Linked DNA regions of Sus scrofa: region 2 is linked to region 1. A link is a contact called in public Hi-C data. All regions are on one chromosome and are shown on one strand. Each heading gives the region's core, a stretch centred on a gene start, on an enhancer-like site or on the middle of the called end of the contact. The rest is flanking DNA. Distances are from core to core; before and after follow the strand shown.

Region 1 (5,108 bases), core at 725-3,224:
AGAAAAAGTTTCCACGCAGGTAGAAAACTGGGAAATGACATTACTGAAAGACGCTATGCAGCTTTGGAAAAGGAGAACATAGTGGAACAAGCACAAGTGACCAGCTCTTTGTAGAAGAGACCAGAGAAAAGGAATACTTTACAGAGTAGATTGTAGTAATTCAGGATTTTGGCAGTAGAGACAGAAAAGAACTAAAGCTGATCATAAGCTCCAGGAACTATGCGTGTTGCCAGCATCTAAAACAATGCCTGCCATCTGAGAGTCATCCAATAAATATCAGTTGAGCGAATGAATAAATGGAATGGAAACATTTTCTCAGGGAAATTATAGGATTTGAACATCTGTCTATAAACGATGATGAATAAGTAATAATTTAAAGAGATATACACATACATTTACATGTATTTATGTATTACGCTGCTGCATTAAATTTAGGAGACATAAGGATTAAAATTAAACACCCCTGGAGTTTCCATCGTGGGGCAGTGGAAACGAATCTGACTAGGAACCATGAGGTTTCAGGTTTGATCCCTGGCCTTGCTCAGTGGGTTAAGGATCCCACATGGCGGTGAGCTGTGGTATAGGTCACAAATGGGGCTCAGAACCTGCATTGCTGTGGCTGAGGCATAGGCCAGCAGCTACAGCTCTGATTAGACCCCTAGCCTGGGAACCTCCATATGCTTCAGGTGCGGCCCTACAAAAAGACAAAAAAAAAAAAAAAAAATTAAATTAAATACCCCAATAAAAAGCAGTATATAATTACATTTGTGGTTTAGTTCATGCTATAGAAATATAATGGGAAGAGTGTCTCTAGAATTATAAAGAATCTAGGCAGGAGAGGGTTTTGCTATAAATATTAAGAAATCCCTTTCTTACTTTAATGTACTGTCCTTTAGCCAAAGAGAAATGTGGGAAAAACTGAAAGTGCATATATATATATTTAGAAGAGAATAATCCACAAAAAGATAGTACTCTGAAATACTTAGTGGGAATCTCTCCTTCTAGAACCATACTCCAGAAACATGAAACTACATGGGACAGTCTAAGAACAGAAACAATAATAAGGTTGTGAAAGAGGCTACAGAGGGGAGAGGAAGAATGTGAGAGAAGCTATATGTTCATGCGAAATTGGAAGGAAAAACATACATGAGAAGAAGCAAAGTGCTGTTTTATTTTTGCAACAGCCTGAATTGTTGGCAACAGACCAGTCAGATGAAATTACAACACCGCTAAGCGTGACTAAGGAGGAGTCAGACAATGGGAGGTTTTAGTTGAAGTGACACGGTCTGACATGAGCTGTGACTTGAAGCTTCTGCAACTTGCCCTGTTTTGACATTAGTAGGTGAGAGGAAAATAATTTTCAATAAAACAACCGATAAATGATGGGCTAAGAGAAAGCTGCCTGGGCAGAAGGAGCCGAAATCAGCTAAAGCATTCTGAAAATGTATTGGATTTGACTGGAGCTCGCCCGTGGGACACCGTAGGAGGGGCACCACAGTACTATCGCTCCCCACGCCTGGGAACTTGTGCCGAGTCTCAGGATGCGACAGCTCGGAGGAGATTCCGGTGAGAACGGGTAGGTCCACCCACACACCATCTCCACTAGGCGAGGGCAGACAACACTGCGTAGCCTTGAACACAGAACCGGGCCGAAGTGGAGGCGGCCTGTGTCTGGAGGAGATCCGCCAGACCCGGCCGAGGGCAGCGTCGCAGGGCGAGGGCAGGGGGCGGGGCCCGGCGGGGCCCGGCCGCGCGTGGTGCTCGCGACCCCCGACTGACCCCGACCCGCACCGCCCGACTCGGGGTGGGCCGTTGGGTCACGGGAAGGGAGGGCCCTTACCCATGTGTTGCGTGTCCAGCTGCACGGCCGGCATCTCTTTCAGAGGGATGTGGCCCGTCCCGCCATCTCTGCAGCACCGCAGGCAGCAGAACACCGAGGAGGCCATGTCTCAGGGACCGCCGACGACACCGCGACCCACCGCCCCTAGACCGCGGCGACTCCCGCCCCTACCCCTCCGCTCCGCCTCCTGCCCCCGCCCGAGCGCCGGAGGGAGTCTGTGGGGCGCAGAGGCTGGTACAGCGACGCCCCTGGCGGGGAGGGTGCAGCGCAGTCTGAGGCGAAGCCTGCCTGGGCGGAAGATACCGAGGATCGGCCGGCGGGCGGGGCTGGGGGCGGGGCGGGGCAGAGGGCGTGGCGGCCGGGCGGTGAACCGCGTGCGCCTGCGCGGAAAGGTTTTTCCCTTTTGTGCCGCCCCGCTTATGTAGGTATTTCTGTACTGACCCGGGCTCGAGCTGACTTGCGTTCTCATTTAGCTCAGGTGTCCTTGGATGCTGTAGTTTAAAAACTGCCCCCCACTTCGACATTATTTTAGGCATTAGTTGGCAGTGGCAAATTTGCCTGGGGGAGTGGGAGCTGATTTAAAACAGCCCGAAGATGTCCTCCCTCCACGCCCAGGACTGAGAGAACTTCGCCTTCGCGAAGAGCCTCTGGCCCCCTCTCACCGCCCCCCGCCGTGGCTGGTTTCTGGAGAATTTTCTCAAATCATGAACAGACGCACAGGGCCCAGGAGTAATGGCTGTTAGTAATTGCACAGTGGCTATGCATCCAGGGCTCTTGAGTCGACTCCCCTGCTGCATTTTAGGTGCAGAGACGAGTTTCCCGTTGAGGGGCGTACTGGAGGCCACCCCGGGAGGGGACTCCCTGGGGCAGGGCTGGAGGGCGATTCTTGACCTGTCTCTTCCAAATTCAGCGGCATGGATAATGGGTTCTAATGAGTGTAATGGGAACCCCTGAGTCAGCGGTTCAGGGGAAGGACTGAGTTCCTACAGCCTGTTGTTTCCTGTTTCCATGTAGGAGCCTCCCGTTTGGGAGCACCAGTCATCTGGTGCACTACTTAGATCATCCGCATCCTGATCCATTTTCCATCTTCAGATACCACTTGTCGCCTGGAGAAAGTCTGGGACGACCTCTAGAATTAATCTGGCTTAAACCTCTGTTGTCAAATAAGGTTCCATCTGAAGACTTCCCCAGGATTCAAGCCCTGGGAGACCTGACGCAAAATGCCCCCTCAGTATGTAATGGGTTCTTCGACATAACTTCTTAGTGACAAATATCTTTTATGGTGAATTTTTCCCTTCAGAATGGGAGAATTTTTTTTCAAGGTCCTGAGTTTCTTGGATGTTTATACAAACGGTGTTTTCATTACAATACTTATGAAAATCTCAAAGATTTGTACTTTGAGGTTTATTTATCATAGGATTAATACCAGAGGTGATTGCTGAAGCCCTCACTGCCTATAAAGTACTTTCCTGGTGATCATTTTACACATGAAATTTTCTTTTGCTGAAAAACTTGACCATTTGGAGAAGTGTTAGTGTCCTAGTTTTTCCCTTTGGGAAGGAGTGGGGAGTTGAATGTTGCAGAGACAAAAATTTTCTGCATATCTGTGAGGTAGGCACTCTTTCTTACACACACTCACCGAATTCTTGAAAAGTTTGAGAGTAAATATTGTCCCTGTGTAAGTGAAGAGATGGGCTTGAAGGGATTAAATAATTTGTGTAGCCTCAAATGACTAGGAAATAAACAAGGTAGGATTCAAAACCCATGACTCTGACGGAGTCTGTATTTGCTCCACCAGATCATGCTGCTTCTCAAATTCTAAAGTTCTAACTCTTGCAATTAATGCTATAATCCTTTTAAATGTGCTCTTAGTTCAAAATACAGATTTGTACTTAATTTCTGTATGTTTTGTTAATCTCCAAATTAACCATAAACTTCCATAACTCATGTATAAGCAATAAAGTAAAATAAAATTTGTTGTTATAAGGTAAAATATTTTATTCACAAACATTATAAAAGTAATACGTGTGTTAAATATATAATAAATGTAAGTGTATTGGATTTGACTGGAGCTCAGGCCAATCAAGTTAGTCACATGTTCAATGAAAAGCCAGGCTGTTAGATGGCTGTGAACTGGCCTTTACTGTAGAGGCAGAATTGCCTGTAGTCTTGCTTGGTTAGAAAACTATTTGCTGGGGCACTGCCCAGTGCACTTTGCCCACAGTGTAGCAATTCAAGTGTACTCAGCAGTATGAAGCAAGCAAAACCGGTTAGGCCCAGAAACAGACTTCCCTGCCTTGGCAGATGAATGCCATCCGAAAACTCACAGACCTTACTCCTTCTTATAGCTGGGATTCTATTATCCTTTCATTATTGTTTTCAAAGAAATAAGCCTTTCTTTTTGAAAAGCACAATGTTAGAGATGTTTTGACAGTCTTTCACAGCTATCGCTTTAAATAACCATCACAAATAAAGCCTAAAAAAGTTTCCCAATAGTTAGTTAGAAGGTCATTTATCTAAGTCAAAAGCAATAACAGAAAATGACTACTTGAAAAAAAAAAAGTCTGTCTGCTTAAGCAACATATGCCAGGAACTTAAGAACTGATAGGACGATAATGTAAAGCATGTGTTTCCGAGTCAAGTTAAACATCATGCTCAGGATTTTCTTTAATGGTTTTTATGCCAGCCAGACATCTCCTGTTAGTGAACTTCACTCTCTGGACTGGGTCATGCATAATGGTTTCTTTCTTAAAAACTCATTTATCAGTTATTAAGTCAAACTTTTTTTCTTGGAGTAATCCAAGCCACATTTGCGATCTTTTGAAAATCAGAAACATTACAAAAACTGCATACTCCTAAAACTTAAAAATATTTTGGGGGTCTTGATCTATTCATTATTGTAATTTTGAGTAATAATAACTGACATTATGTGGTGCTTACTATTTCTAGGCATTGTTCTAAGTACTTTTTATAAACTAATTTAATCCATGTAACAACCCCATGAGGTCAGACTATCTTCCACTTTACAGATGAGGAAGCTGAGGCAAAGAAAAGATAAGAGCTGTTGGTCACATAGCCAATTAGAAATGAAGTTGGATTCACACCCAGGCACGTCTAGCTCTAGAGTCTGTGTTCTTAGCCACTAGGCAGTCTGCCTTCTTAGGGTGCTACATTTAAGAAAAAATTCCCAATTTGTTTTCTTCTCATCCCTTACCTAAGAAGTTGATATTTAAATTTACTTGGCATTAATTGCATGTATTTAATCTGG
Region 2 (5,108 bases), core at 1,922-4,421, 400 kb before region 1:
AAGCTCTATCTGGCTCCATGAAACACTGTCCCATCAATCCATTCGAGTGAGAAGAAGAAACTGTCCTGTGGGGAAGGCTTTGGCTCGCTCTTTGAGAGGAAATTTCTTTTCCACAGATTCTCTTTACTCTTTAAATACATTGACAGGAAAAGAGGGAATAGAAATTTGAAGGAGTTAGAATACATTTGTTCTGGATAGAGTAGAGCCATAAGAAAAAGAAACTGAGAGAACAGTCAAACTTGGCTCATGTAGGCCAGAAGAGATTGTGCTGAGCAAGAATTTCACTTAACAATTCTACTGAGCTACAAAGTCTGAATCAGACCCTTGGACTCTCCTAGGGATGAAGTGCAAATTATCTTCTTCCGAAAAAAGGGAAAGAGTAACTTTGCTATAGATTATCTAGCCATGATTGTCTAGGGGAAAGGGGATAAGAATTTCCTAAAGTTAAAGCTAATTTTATCCATAACAGAGACATACATCTGCCTTGGAACCAGGGTAATAAAAAGTAGTTCTGTTTTAGAGGGTTTTTTTTTTTTCTTTTTTCTGAACTTGATTCCGTGTTTCATTTGGTTACCTTTCAAACAGAAATTCATAATTTCTTAAAAATATTAACTTGAAATTGGTTTAGAGAGTAGAAAACCAAAGAGATAGGAAATGGAGCAAAAAAATTATAACCCAACATCCTATAGACAGATGAGGAAAGTTGAGAAGTCCATTTATTCACAGTAAAGATGCAGGAATTTTAGGCAACACACTAAAAATGAAGGCACTTGATAAGTATGGAAAATATTTTTGTGCTGAAATCTGACACCTTAATCTTCTTCAGTCTGTACTGGTTCACAGACACCATCTTCCATCAGCGTCCTAGAGATGCTTTGTCTCCCCTGTCAGACCTGTTTCTGGTTAAATCTAGTAATCTCATTATTTCCCCTTTCCTTGATTTATCCCCATATATTGGTGAAGCACATCCTCCCGTAGCTTTGGAAAAGGAAAAATGAAAGGTAAATATTCTGAGACCTTGTATGTTCGAACATGTTATTCTACCCTTAACACTTGACTGCTGTTTTGGCATAGAATTCTTGAGTAGCTTCCATGCCCAATTTTGAACTCATTTGCTAGATTCCAGTGTTGCTGCTATGAAGTCTGAAAATGTTCTCACCTCTGGCTTTTAGGGTGACTATTGGAAGTAAGATGATATTCTTTTCCTTAATCTTTTGTATATGTGACCAGTTTTTACTTCTCTTCACATTTACAGCCTTCTCTTTGTCCCAGTGTTCTGTTCCCAGTAAGGGTCCATTTTCATCCCTTGTACCAGGTGCTTGGTGCAATCTTTCAATCTGAAAAGTTTGTTCTTCAGTTCAGATAAATTTTCTTTCTTTTTTCTTTTCTTTTTTTAGGGCCATACCCGCAGCACATGAAAGTTGCCAGGCTAGGGGTCAAATGGGAGCTACAGCTGCTGGCCTATACCACAGCTCATGGCAACACAAGATCCTTAACCCACTGATCAAACCTGAATCCTTGTGGATTTTGGTGGGGTTCATTAACCTCTGAGCCACGAAGGGAACTCTGCCGAGAAATTTTCTTGAACTATTTCTTTAATGATTCATTATCTGTTCTCTCTTTCTGGAATTCCTATTATCCCAATGTTAGAACTCCAGGATTGGTTCTCTAAATTTTTTCTTTTAATTTCCAGCTTTTTCTTCTTGCTTTGCTTTCTGGGAGATATACTCAACTTAATCTTCCAGTTTGTCTATTGTGGTGGGCGTATTTTATTGGATTTTTTGGGGGGAGGGGGCTGGGTCGCATTTTTTTAATTTCTAGAGCTCTTTTCTGAATATTTTTTCTTTAGTAGTGTCTTATTTTTGGTTCATGGTTGTAGTATCTTATCTCTTTGAAAATGCTTTATCATGTAACACACACATACAGGCGTTCATATCTGTATTTCTGTGACCTCCAAGGTTTGTTTCTTTGTTTTCCCTGTATGTTTCCTTTGGTTTTTGTACTTCATGTTTTAGGCTTTCCTCAGTTAGTGATCTTGGCAGTCAGCTCACACTTAACAGTGGAACACGGAAAAGCTGAGATTATAAACTGAGAGTGGGGGAAGGGGCTCTTCAGCTGCTTTGCTATGACCTAGCTGGGCTATTTAATCTCCAATTCAGTCTCTTTAGGGCTTTTTTTTTTTAACCTGGCAAGGAGTATGCTTCCACCTGCTGGCTTGAAAGCAAAAAAAAAAAAAAAAAGTTGCTGCCAGAGCCTGCTTTTTTTTCCCTGTTTCACAGCTCCACACTCTTGCTTCTGTAATTCATTTCTATGTTTGTCAAGACTATTCCAAGTTATCCTTTTTAATATTGTTTCTCTTTTCTGACCCCAATTTGCCTCATTTCCTCTTCTTAAAACCTGCTCAAAAAGCAAGACCTCCAGGAGTTTTTCCTTTCATTAGTTACTCAGCAAACCACCATTATATGCTTCTTTTACAGAACAACTTACTTTTGAGCTGTAATTTAATTATATGCGTTCATGTTCTCTACATGTGTATTTGTTCCATGCACCGAAAACCTCGTCTTGTATGGTGCTGTGTACCCCATGGGTGCTAAAATAAAGACTTGCAACTGGCAAATGGAATCGTGCTCAGTTAATTCTGCGTCCACTTTATGCTAGGCCTACTTAGGCCAAACTTGGTGTGATACATTTGTAGAAAATAATGGGTAAACTGGGAGTTCCTGTCCTGGCTCAGTGGTGATGAACCCGACTAGTATCCCTGAGGATGAGGCTGGATCCCTGGCCTCACTTAGTGGGTTAAGGGTGGGCATCGCTCTGGCTGCGGCGTAGGCCGGCAGCTGCAGCTCTGATTCTACCCCTAGGCTGGGAATTTCCCTAAGCCATCGGTGTGGCCCTAAAAAAATAAGAAAAGAATGGGTAGACCCTCAGAAAAGCAGTCATTTCTCCAGCTGAGTCCAAAGGCTTCCACCACCTCTCCTCCAACCATTCGGAAAGTGGGGGCAGGGTGGGGAGCGCCAAGCGTGCTTTAAAAACAAAAAAATCGAGTTCAGACTCGGATCTGGAGAAGTTGCGAGTTCCCGTTTGAAAACCCTACCAGCAAACCCTTTGCGTCGCTTCCTGCGGGACTTTCCCCGGGCAGCGGAAATAAATCAGCACGAATTTCGAATCTCACCAAAAGGAACTTCCGTCGGCGCGGGCGCAGGGCGCAGCCATGGACGCGGCTTGGCCCTCCGATCCCAAGGCGGCCCGGGCCGGCCGGTGCGCGGCCGAGGACGGGGTCCCGCTCCCGACTGGTGAGTACCAAGCGGGACGGGAGGGGCGGGCGGTGTCCCGCTGCGACAGTCCGGGCCCAGGGCCGCCCTCTAGTCGCTGCCACTTGGGGGCCCCCGACCCGCCTCGCGACGCGGCGCGCAGCTCTTAGCTCCGCAGCGGCTCGGCTTTGGGCGTCCACCGCCCTGCTCTGCGCCCAGACCGTACCCTGCGGCTTCTAGGGAGGAGTGTTTGCTTTCGGTTCAGCTCGACCACCGCTGATAGGACAGCCCACAGCCACAGCCCTGCCGCGCTGGGACCAAACCGAAACCGAAGCGAAACGAAAGCTGGGAAACGAAAGGAAACGCCTGTGGGTTTACTCTCCCAACGCGGCTCCACCCACCCCTCAAACAGTGCGGCCGGAGCGATGCCCTGGCCGAGGTAGCCTGGTCGTGGCCCCCTCTAGAAGAGAAGGGGTCCGCTGGGACTCAGGAAGCAGTTTGGAAAGTTCGCACTGAAAATGTGACGTTATGGAATCACTCCCTTATACCCACTCAGTAGTTCAGGTCCTCTGTGGCCCTCTCCTTAAGTGAGGCAAATCTGAGTGGGCTCCTCTCTGCGCTTCAACAACAGCTGGAGAGCTCCTACCACTTGCAGGCTCAGGGCCACGTGGCGGGCTGCAGAGATGAGTTAGGCTCGCTCAGCGCTGAAGAATCTAATAGGCTACTCATGTGTGACCTGCTAAGAACCACAGAGACACAGATGAGATGCTCCTCCAACTCAGCCTATTCCTCAGTTCAAAGAAAGCCCTATCAGTTTTAAAGGGCAAGAGTCAACCCGAGGTTGGAGTTCCCATTGTGGCTCAGCGGTTGAGGAACCCAGCTAGTATCCATGAGGACGAGGGTTCGATCCCTGAACTCCCTCAGTGGATTAAGGATGCGACGTTGCTGTGAGCTGTGGTGTAGGTATCAGACGTGGCTTGCTTGGATCCAGAGTTGCTGTGGCTGTAGTGTATGCAGGCTGGCAGCTACAGCTCTCATTCCATCCCTGGCCTGGGCACTTCGATATGCCCAGTCCAGTCAGAGGTAGAAAGGTTGAAAAGGCAGTCCAAACAAGTGAAGACACCAGCCAGGCACTTGGCTATTTCATTTAGCTAGTGTGTATACAGAATGCAAGATGAGTTACTGAGGATGAGTTTCTGTCCTGACTTTTTCCCCAAACTCCAGACTCATAACCAGCTTCATCAATGCCTGGAATGACCTCGAATTGGTTATATCCCAAAGTAAACTCCCATTTGCCTACACACACCCACTTACTCCAAACCTGCTCAGCCACCACCAGTCTTCCCCATCCTGTTTGCCCAGTTGCTCAGGCTAAAACCCTAGTGCCACCCTCTGTGCCTCTCTTTCCTCCTTGCCTCCCATCTAGTGCACTAGTCTCAGTCTTTCTCTTTGCAGCCCATTTCTCGCCTTCCCACCATATTCAAGTTTCTGCACAAATGTACCTTCACACCCTTGCCTGCCCATGCTGTTAGAACAGCCCTTCCCCTACCGTCATTAATCTCTACCCTTCCTTCCCCTGCTCTGTTTTTCTTCGTAACACTTAACCCTGGCCTGAAAAATAATACTTGTTTGATGTTTGTCTCTACTACAAAAATGTAAGTTCTATGAGAGTTGAAATTCACATCTAGGAGTTCCCGTCATGGCTCAGTGGTTAATGAATCCGACTAGGAACCATGAAGTTGTGGGTTCCATCCCTGGCCTTGCTCAGTGGGTTAAGGATCCGGTGTTGCCGTGAGCTGTGGTGTAGGTTGCAGATGCAGCTCGGATCCTGTGTTGCTGCGGCTCTGGCGTAGGCTG

The links. Hi-C and Micro-C count contacts between places; a contact is called where the count stands out from the background.
Region 2: a contact with region 1 is called in a Hi-C map of heart right ventricle, with 4 times the contacts expected there. The contact joins the promoter of PHF11 here to the promoter of SPRYD7 in region 1. A contact is called at or near these places in 2 of 47 Hi-C or Micro-C datasets (heart right ventricle and skeletal muscle).

What each region holds. Positions count from the first base shown.
Region 1 is chr11:17,845,877-17,850,984 of Sscrofa11.1, reverse strand. It overlaps SPRYD7 (SPRY domain containing 7), which reads right to left and starts at 1,974. Exons shown (of 5, transcript NM_001243529.1): 1 at 1,841-1,974. The coding sequence starts at 1,946. TRIM13 (E3 ubiquitin-protein ligase TRIM13) reads left to right here and starts at 980. Exons shown (of 4, transcript XR_002336667.1): 1 at 980-1,576.
Region 2 is chr11:18,250,034-18,255,141 of Sscrofa11.1, reverse strand. It overlaps PHF11 (PHD finger protein 11), which reads left to right and starts at 3,171. Exons shown (of 10, transcript NM_001244327.1): 1 at 3,171-3,293. The coding sequence starts at 3,212. SETDB2 (histone-lysine N-methyltransferase SETDB2) reads left to right here. Exons shown (of 14, transcript XM_013980508.2): 14 at 1-2,617.